Linked DNA regions of Canis lupus: region 2 is linked to region 1. The links are chromatin contacts, called in public Hi-C maps. All regions are on one chromosome and are shown on one strand. Each heading gives the region's core, a stretch centred on a gene start, on an enhancer-like site or on the middle of the called end of the contact. The rest is flanking DNA. Distances are from core to core; before and after follow the strand shown. Region 1 has its middle 18 kb from the start of SYK. Region 2 has its middle 170 kb from the start of DIRAS2.

Evidence for each region. A called contact is a pair of places that touch in the nucleus more often than the background predicts.
Region 2: a contact with region 1 is called in a Hi-C map of blood, with 1.9 times the contacts expected there. The contact joins two enhancer-like sites.

Annotation. Positions count from the first base shown.
Region 1 is chr1:96,715,166-96,718,967 of UU_Cfam_GSD_1.0, forward strand. No RefSeq gene overlaps it. Among named protein-coding and RNA genes, the nearest start is that of SYK, 18 kb to the left of the region's middle. Within about 2 kb of position 2,521, at least 3 of the 20 cell types and tissues checked have an H3K27ac peak or open chromatin away from gene starts, as enhancers often do. A contact at or near this core is called in blood, where this site is marked.
Region 2 is chr1:96,939,860-96,943,980 of UU_Cfam_GSD_1.0, forward strand. No RefSeq gene overlaps it. Among named protein-coding and RNA genes, the nearest start is that of DIRAS2, 170 kb to the left of the region's middle. Within about 2 kb of position 1,967, at least 3 of the 20 cell types and tissues checked have an H3K27ac peak or open chromatin away from gene starts, as enhancers often do. A contact at or near this core is called in blood, where this site is marked.

The DNA of each region.
Region 1 (3,802 bases), core at 1,271-3,770:
CAAGTCCCACATTGGGCTCCCTTCTCATCTGGGATCCGGCTTCTCTCTCTTCCTCTGCCTGCTACTCTGCCTGCTTGTGCTCTCTCTCTCTCTCATTCTCTGGCAAATATATAAATGCATAAATACACAAATAAATAAAATCTTTAAAACAAATGAATATAAACATTTAGCTTACTTTTTCCTCTATGGATTTTGATTGGTAATGAATTGACTCTATGGATCAATGTGGGAAGAAATGACAATTTAACAATATTGAATCTCCCAATTCATGAACATAGTATATATCTCTCTATTAGTTGAGGCCTCTTTAATTTCAGCAGTGTTTTATAGTTTTCAGTGAATGGGTCCTGAACAGCTTTATGTATTTCAAAACATTTAGTAGTAGTATAAAAATATATAGGTTCTTGTGAGTTTTATTGCCCAATTTTTGTTAATGGTATATAGGTATACAATTGCAAGTTGTACATTTACTCTGTGTCCTGAAACCTTAGTAAATTCACCTGTGTGTTATGGTAATTGCTTTGTAGATTCCTTAAGATTTTTGGCGTAAACAATTACATCACATGCAAGCAGAGGCAGTTATATTTTTTCCTTTCCTATCTTTATGCTTTTTAGAAATATGTTTTATTCCCTTTTTTTCTTTCTCATTGCAATACTTACAACCTCTAATACAACAGTGTGTAGAATTGGTGAGTATGAACATTCTTATCTCCTTCCCAGAGTTAGGGGAAAGCATTCCTTATGTCAGCATTAAGCATGATGTCAGCTACATGTTTTCTGTGTTCTTGATTGAGAGAGTTATTGTATTGTCAAGAATAACTTCTCCACGAGGCATTGGCATCTACTTTGAGTTGAAGGGGCTTTAAAATATCAGTAAAATCAAGAGCATTATTTCAAAAACCATGGCAATGATGTGCTAGGTCTTAACTGATTTAATCTTGAAATAAGGTTGGGGTGTTATCATCTCCATTTTACAGTAGAGGAAACTGAGGCACCATCATCTGAGGTTGATGGGGGAACTTGCCCAAGGTCAGACAGCTGAGAAGTGCTAGAACCATACAGTCTGGCCCCTGAAATCATAGGCTGGCTGCCCCTGTGACCTCATGCATGAGGTTGCAGTCATCATAACTCCCTTCTGCCTTCACTTGTCCATCCGAAAGTAGCAGGTGCTTCTGCACAACACCTTCTTTTGGGGGTGGTGAGGCAATGACTTCTAAGTGTGTCAGGAGCAATGGATTTCTACAGCGCGCTTATAAGGTCCTACGCTGCAAACAATGTAAGTCAGCCAACCTAAAATATATCCCCATAGATGAGATCTCTCTTTTATTTCCTCAGGATACCAAAGAAGACAAATGAGGGGAAACATTGATTTTATTCCTTAAAACAAGTTTAAATCTCATTTTTACATAGTGGTTATCCCTACACCTTTCCATAAAATATATTTCCCTTGCCTCAAGAGATGAGAAAGCCACTGTCTTCATGCCCCAACAGCAGTGTCTTTTCAATTTTTCATTTGGTTAAGTAAACATATTTACCCTTTAAAATCTCAAGAGTGCATATTCTCTCCTCTTCTCCAGTGTCAGTAAAACTTTTATTAAAAAAAAATTAGAAATTCTCATGGATGTTTTTATCTGCACCAGTGTATATGTGTATGAGCTTATGCTACACACTCCATGTGTCTATTTTGTGTGGGTGAGAAATGATAGCAGGTGGCTACCACTTATTTAGTGCCCATTCTAGGTGGGCAACCAGGGGCTTGACACTCATGGTCTCTATTTCTTACCACTATTTTGCAAGGTAAAAATTATCATTCTCATGGCCTGATGAGAAGTTGGAGACAAGAAAAATTAAACTTGGCTGAAGGTGGCCCACCTGGGATTATTTCTGGAATTCCAAACCAAACCACGAGTAGTGATGATTTAGATCCATCCTTGTGCAATGCCCAGGTGCCGGGGGGGGGGGGGGGGCTTGAGGCGCTGGGCTCACTGTGCCTATGGGATCTATTGAAAGCACAACCCTGCCTGGATGGTCCATGCTAGCACGTATGTGGCTTGGGTGGCATATGGTTTAAGTCAACACGAACTCTCAGCTGCTTCACTTGTTTACAGAGGGACCGTTCACTTTACAGATCTTCTGGTCAGGCCTTGGGGGGTTTCAGACAGTCCTGAGGCTGTGACAAACCACATGAAAGGGGAACCAGTCCACCCAGCAGGTGTGCGAGGGCGTAGCAGAAGCCATCTGGAGCCCCATCAACATGAGCGCCAAGAAGATTTGCTTGGCAAGTGCTGTTAATAAATATTGTGAATAAATGAATATAAAGTAAACGAGTGAACATTTGTATGGTTCAGTAAGTTCCATCAGCTGATAGTCCCTGCTCTTGGACCCCTCTGCTCCAAACCAACTGTGCAGGGTGCATGGGAATGTCTCCCCACCCTAAGAATTGGGCTAGCTTCACATGGGTCGCTGTAGAACAGAGCCTGTGGCACCCACTGGCCCACTGCCCTGCCCAGGAGAGGTAACATCTCCTTGCTGGGGCGACACGGCTGCTCAGGCAGACGGTCAAGGCCAAGTGTCTGTGGAGGCAGCAATAGAGAGCCCAGGGAGCTCACTGGAGCCCAAGACGGGAGATTGGGGGAGGGTGGAAGGTTCTGGCCTGGACTTTCCCCTTCTCTGTCCCTAAGCAGATAGATGATCTTGGGACCCTTGGCCAAGTGCTCCAAGTTTCTGCCTTTTTAAGGAGGTTGGAGTAATGATAACCAACGCTTATTAAACACTCTAATAAACCACTTTGCACACATTTTCCTCTGTAATCCTGGGATGTTCTTATGGATTATCCCATTTCTAAGATTAGGAGGCTGAAGCTTAGAGCAGTCGACCAACATGCCCAAGATGGCACCACTAGGACAGGCCCAGCTGAAACCGAGCTGTCCTTGAAAGTCTTATGGTCCCTCCAGCTCCAAATGCACCGCTGAGCTCCTCTGTTTGCCTCTCAAGGTGAGAGACTGTGCAACTGTAACAGCCTCCCTCTACTCTCCACCCAAAGTTCCTGAATGATTTTCATCAACAGGGACAATGACTTTCCCTGCCTGACCTTGGCCCGAGCGTCCAGCAGAGGGCAGGGCAGGCTCATACCTGCACTCTGCCTTCCCTGGGTGGAACTGCCAAAATCTAGCCGCTTCCAGCAAAAACCAGTCTCCACTGAAAAAGGCTGAATCTGGAGAGGATTTGCAAGAGGGCTCAGCTAGCAGACTCGGATGAGATCTTGTCTTATTAGGAGACACAGTTTGAACATCGTTCCTTGGAAGGCCTTAGAAAAATACTTAAAAAAAAAGAGAGAGACCTCTTGTTCTATTTCATGCATGAAAAGAAGTGATGAAGGTTTTGTGCTTTCCCTCACTGCTATTTATAGATCTTATTAACATGCCTGTGATTGAAGCAGTGTCGCCTTCACTGGAGTGGACGGTAGTCGGATGACAGAGCACACTGGCACCCTATTGCCAAGCATTAGATATGGCTAATGTCTCGAAATCCAATTTAAAGAATTTATGCACATCATAGGCTGTTGTGTAAAACCTTTTTTTTTTTTAAGATTTTATTTATTTATTAATGAGAGACACAGAGGGAGAGGCAGAGACATAGGCAGAGGGAGAACAGACCCCCCGCAAGGAGCCCGATGCAGGACTCGATCCCACGACCCGGGGATCATGCAGAAGCTTTTGGTGACTCACCAACACAGAGTCTGGCCTGTGAGCTTCGTCCCAATTCTACCTGCATTTCCTCTTTGCCCAGCATCCCCTCCTGA
Region 2 (4,121 bases), core at 717-3,216, 220 kb after region 1:
ATCTTTGGGCCTCAATGTCCTCTCTGTAGACAAGAGTAACAGCATCCTAGGGCTGCTGTCAGTAACACATAAAATAGAGAATTTGAAGTGACCCCCCTTGGTAATCTTGCATCTAATACACGCTGGTGCTACTCTCACTCACTTAACATAAGTGATCGCTAGTACAACTGACGTTTCTTTTTGGAAAACAATCCACATGAAAAATACTTGAAAGTTAATAATTATCCTAGTAACTCGAGCATTGTATTAAACAAACAATACAGAGCTACACATAATTACCTGATAAATCTTAACCATGAGTATGGTACTCGAAACACTGAAATTCTTAAGTGTCCATGAAGAGTAATGTAAGCATTTTTTTTTCAAAAATAATTTTATTTGCATCTTTCTTTACTCAAATAATGTTAGAGAAAGATGAATAAAAATGATAAATTCATCAAAAACCATTTCTTCTATTTATTTCTATGATTTTAAATCCATGAGATTGTATAGGTTTCTTTAAAATAGTGGAGTGGAAATGATTCAGCCACCCTACATTTGGGAAGCAACAAATCGGAACCAAACAGCATAACGATGGAGGGGAAAACTATATATTCAAAAAAGTTTCAGTTGTGCAAGGTAACCAAGTTCTAGAGATCTGCTGTATGATACGATAAGGAGCCTGTGGTTAACAGGACCATTCTGTAGGCCAACAAATTTGTTAAGAGAGCAGATTTCAGGTTAAATGTTCTTGCCCCAAAGTTAAACAATAAATGGCAAGGGAAGCAGAAGGAAACTTTTGGAGGTGATGAATGTGTTTCTCACCTTGACTGTGGTAATAGTTTCGTAGGTGTATATTATACACCCAAGGGCATCAAATTGTATACCTTAACACTGTGCAGTTTTTTAAATATAGAAATTGTACTTCAATAAAGCTATGACTTTTTAAAAATAAACACTTCAATTCACAACAAAACAAACAAAAAACCCAATAAGGAAGGAAACAGGTATAATACAACCCCGGATATTAAGAGTAGAGAATGCCTGTCATACGTATAAACCCTGAACCAAATTTCAAACCAGATGGGGGCCCCAATCAACTCTGAACCCTGGACCTTTTAAACAAGATGGGGGCCACAATCGACAGAATGCTCTGGACCCTCCCAGGGTCCACCCAGGCTGCCCACTCTCTGGACCCCACTTTACTACTGGAGTTTCAGGTCTTGGCAGCTTCCCACTTGGCCGGTGAGAGCCTACGGTAAAAACCACCACAGGCCGGAGGCACCCATTGGCCCTTCAGACCCATCGGCTCCTGGAATCCACTAGAAAGTATACACCCTTTGAAAGACAGTTATTGGTCTTTAGTAAATACTGAGTACAGGATCCCCGACTATAAAATAGTCTATAAAATAAGGCCCCAACCCCTATTATGATGCAAGTGTGAACAGAAGTCTCAAATTGCCAAGACAGCTCAGGAATATTCTACCAGGAAGTAGTAAAAAGTGGTGCTTCTAGCAGCAGAAAAGATGCAGCCTGGATGGACAAGGTCTCAGGCATCCCTGGCGCCTCCCTGGTGCCTCACCCAAGTTGCTGAGGTCCCCACGGGTGCAGTGGGGTCTGGGACATGCACAGGCCTAGTTCACCGATGGCCCCACCCAGATGACATTGTGTCTGCCAGTGAGTGCGGTAGAGGGTACCCTGCAGGGCGGCACGGATGGCTGTCCAGCCTCCCCAGCAATGTGGGCCCCCCGAGACCACATTTGTTTCCTATTTAGGTTTCCTGAACATGTGGCACCTGATAGCAGCGTGGACCTGCTCCGTATCACCCACAAGCAGCTTGGATCATTGTGTGTTTCCATAAACAATGACATGGTCTTTAGTGAGTGATAAAAAAAAAAAGACATATAACCCCAACCCAGACTGCACATCTCTGGTGACCAGACAGGGGACTCAGCATGACAGTTCCCCAAAAGGGACTTCCCCTTTGTGCCATGTGCTTGCTTAGACTGTCTGTCCCTTCTCCTGCAGCATGCTTTTGGTTCACCGTTACTGACCCCTGCAATGGCCTTCCAGCCCCTTCTGGGCTTTTCTAAGGACTCAAAGAGATATGGGACCCAGTGGCCAAGAAATAAGAAAATCTGAGAGTCTGAGAAACCCACTTTAAAATCTTTTTTAGCGTTCAAAATGTTGTGCTAAACAATTATTAAATATGATGCTTTTTTCCTAATTAAGTTACATAAAAATGTGTTTTCCATAAAAACACTTTTGTTCTTCTTATATGCAGCCCTTCCAGCCAAGAAATCTAAATAAAAATTAAAAAAAGACAAATTTGGAAACTTACTAAAGTTTTGGTGGCTCCGTAAAAATGTACTGACAACAAGGAACTGGCAAACAGACCCGACACCTAGGAAAGCGTGGAGGAGAACAAAAAAATATTAATGATACTTGTGTTTGTTTGTTTTTTTTTCTTTTTTCTTTTCTTTTTTTTTTTTCCAGAATTACTCCAGCTTTTCCCTCCTGCCAGCTGCCAGAAGGCTGATCCTGTGATCTGGCTCCATAATGTGGATGATGGGAAGCAGAGGAGCCCAGCACCTGCACTCCCCGCACAAAACACCTCCAAATGCCACCTACACTTGTCAGGTGCTGAAACTGATGTTACGGACAAATAGAACAGGTCGCCCCTGCCTGCCTCAGGATGTGCCTCTGAAACCAGAGCCTCAATAATTCCAGCTGGATCATTATCAGTTATTCCCTTTGGAGGAGAGGCCCCATCGTTAACCTGCCACCAATTACAACTGGCCTCTGTCAGGGGCCCTGATGTCACTGACTCTTCACAGACAGGGCCCACGCGTGCCCGTGGGATTGCCTCCTCATGTGAGGTGCTGTCAGGACATCAGCTTGGCCTGGGGTCGTTCCCATCAGCACCGAGCTCCCGCCCAGCAGTGCTGGAGCTTGAACGAGCTCCTGGGGTCAGTGAAAAAGGTTGAAACAAACATTTTAAAAGCCTCCTAACTGTGTGGAGTAGGCCCAGAGAGGCATCTGTCCTGACTTGGGAACTACGGGACTCATGTCCTGTACAGAGACTCCGTCCTACTGATGGGCACTGGGGTGAGGTCCACCTTTTGTCTTTTGTGAATATGCTGCTATGAACATTCATATTTAAGAATCCATCTGAGAGCTATTTGCAGATTTTTTGAGTGTATACCTAGCAGTGGAATTGCTGGGTCATAGGGTAATTCTGTGTTTAATGTTTTGAGGAACTTGCAAAACTTTTCTGCAGTGGTTGCACAATTTTACACTCCAACCAGCAATGTAGAGGGCTCTAATTTCCTCAAAACCTTGCCAAAACTTTTATTTTATTTTATTTTATTTTATTTTATTTTATTTACTTTGCTTTACATGAATGGTAGCCAGCATAGTAGGCATGAAGTGGTATCTCAGCGTGGTTTTGATTTGCGTTTCTCTGATGACTATTCTTTCACGTGCTTGTTGGCTATTGGTAGATCTTCTTTGGGGAAATGTCTATTCAAGCTTTGTGCAGCTTTTAGCTGGATTGTTTCCCTTTTTATTGTTGAGTTGTATGAGATTTTGTGCAGTCTGTTAATTAAACCCTTATTAAGATGGATAGCTTGCAAATATCTCCCCTATTCTGTTATATTTATTTTCACCCTCTTGATGGTACTCTTTGATGTACAAAAGTTTTCTATTTTAATGAAATGTAGCTTATCTAATTTTTGCTTCATTGCCTATGATTTTAGTGTCTTCTTTAAGAAGCAATTGTCCAATACAAGGACATAAAAGTTTGCCTGTATGTTTTCTTCCAAGACTTTTAAAGTTTGACCCTTTAAACTTAGATTTTTTTTTTTCTTGTTTTGAGCTAATTTTTATACGTGGTGTAAGGTAAGGGGTCTGCAGGGATCTTCAGCTTCCCAGCACCATTTCTTGAGGAAATATTTCTTTCCCTATTGAATTGTCTTAAAAATTCATTAAACTCTTTTTCTGTGGTTGATATATGTATGTTTTGTTAATTTTGTGATATTTTTCAAAGAGCCGAATTTTGGATTTCTTGATTTTCTGAATTGTTTTTTTTTAATCCATGTCATTTATTTCTGCTCTAATCTTTATTTTCTCTGTCCTATTCA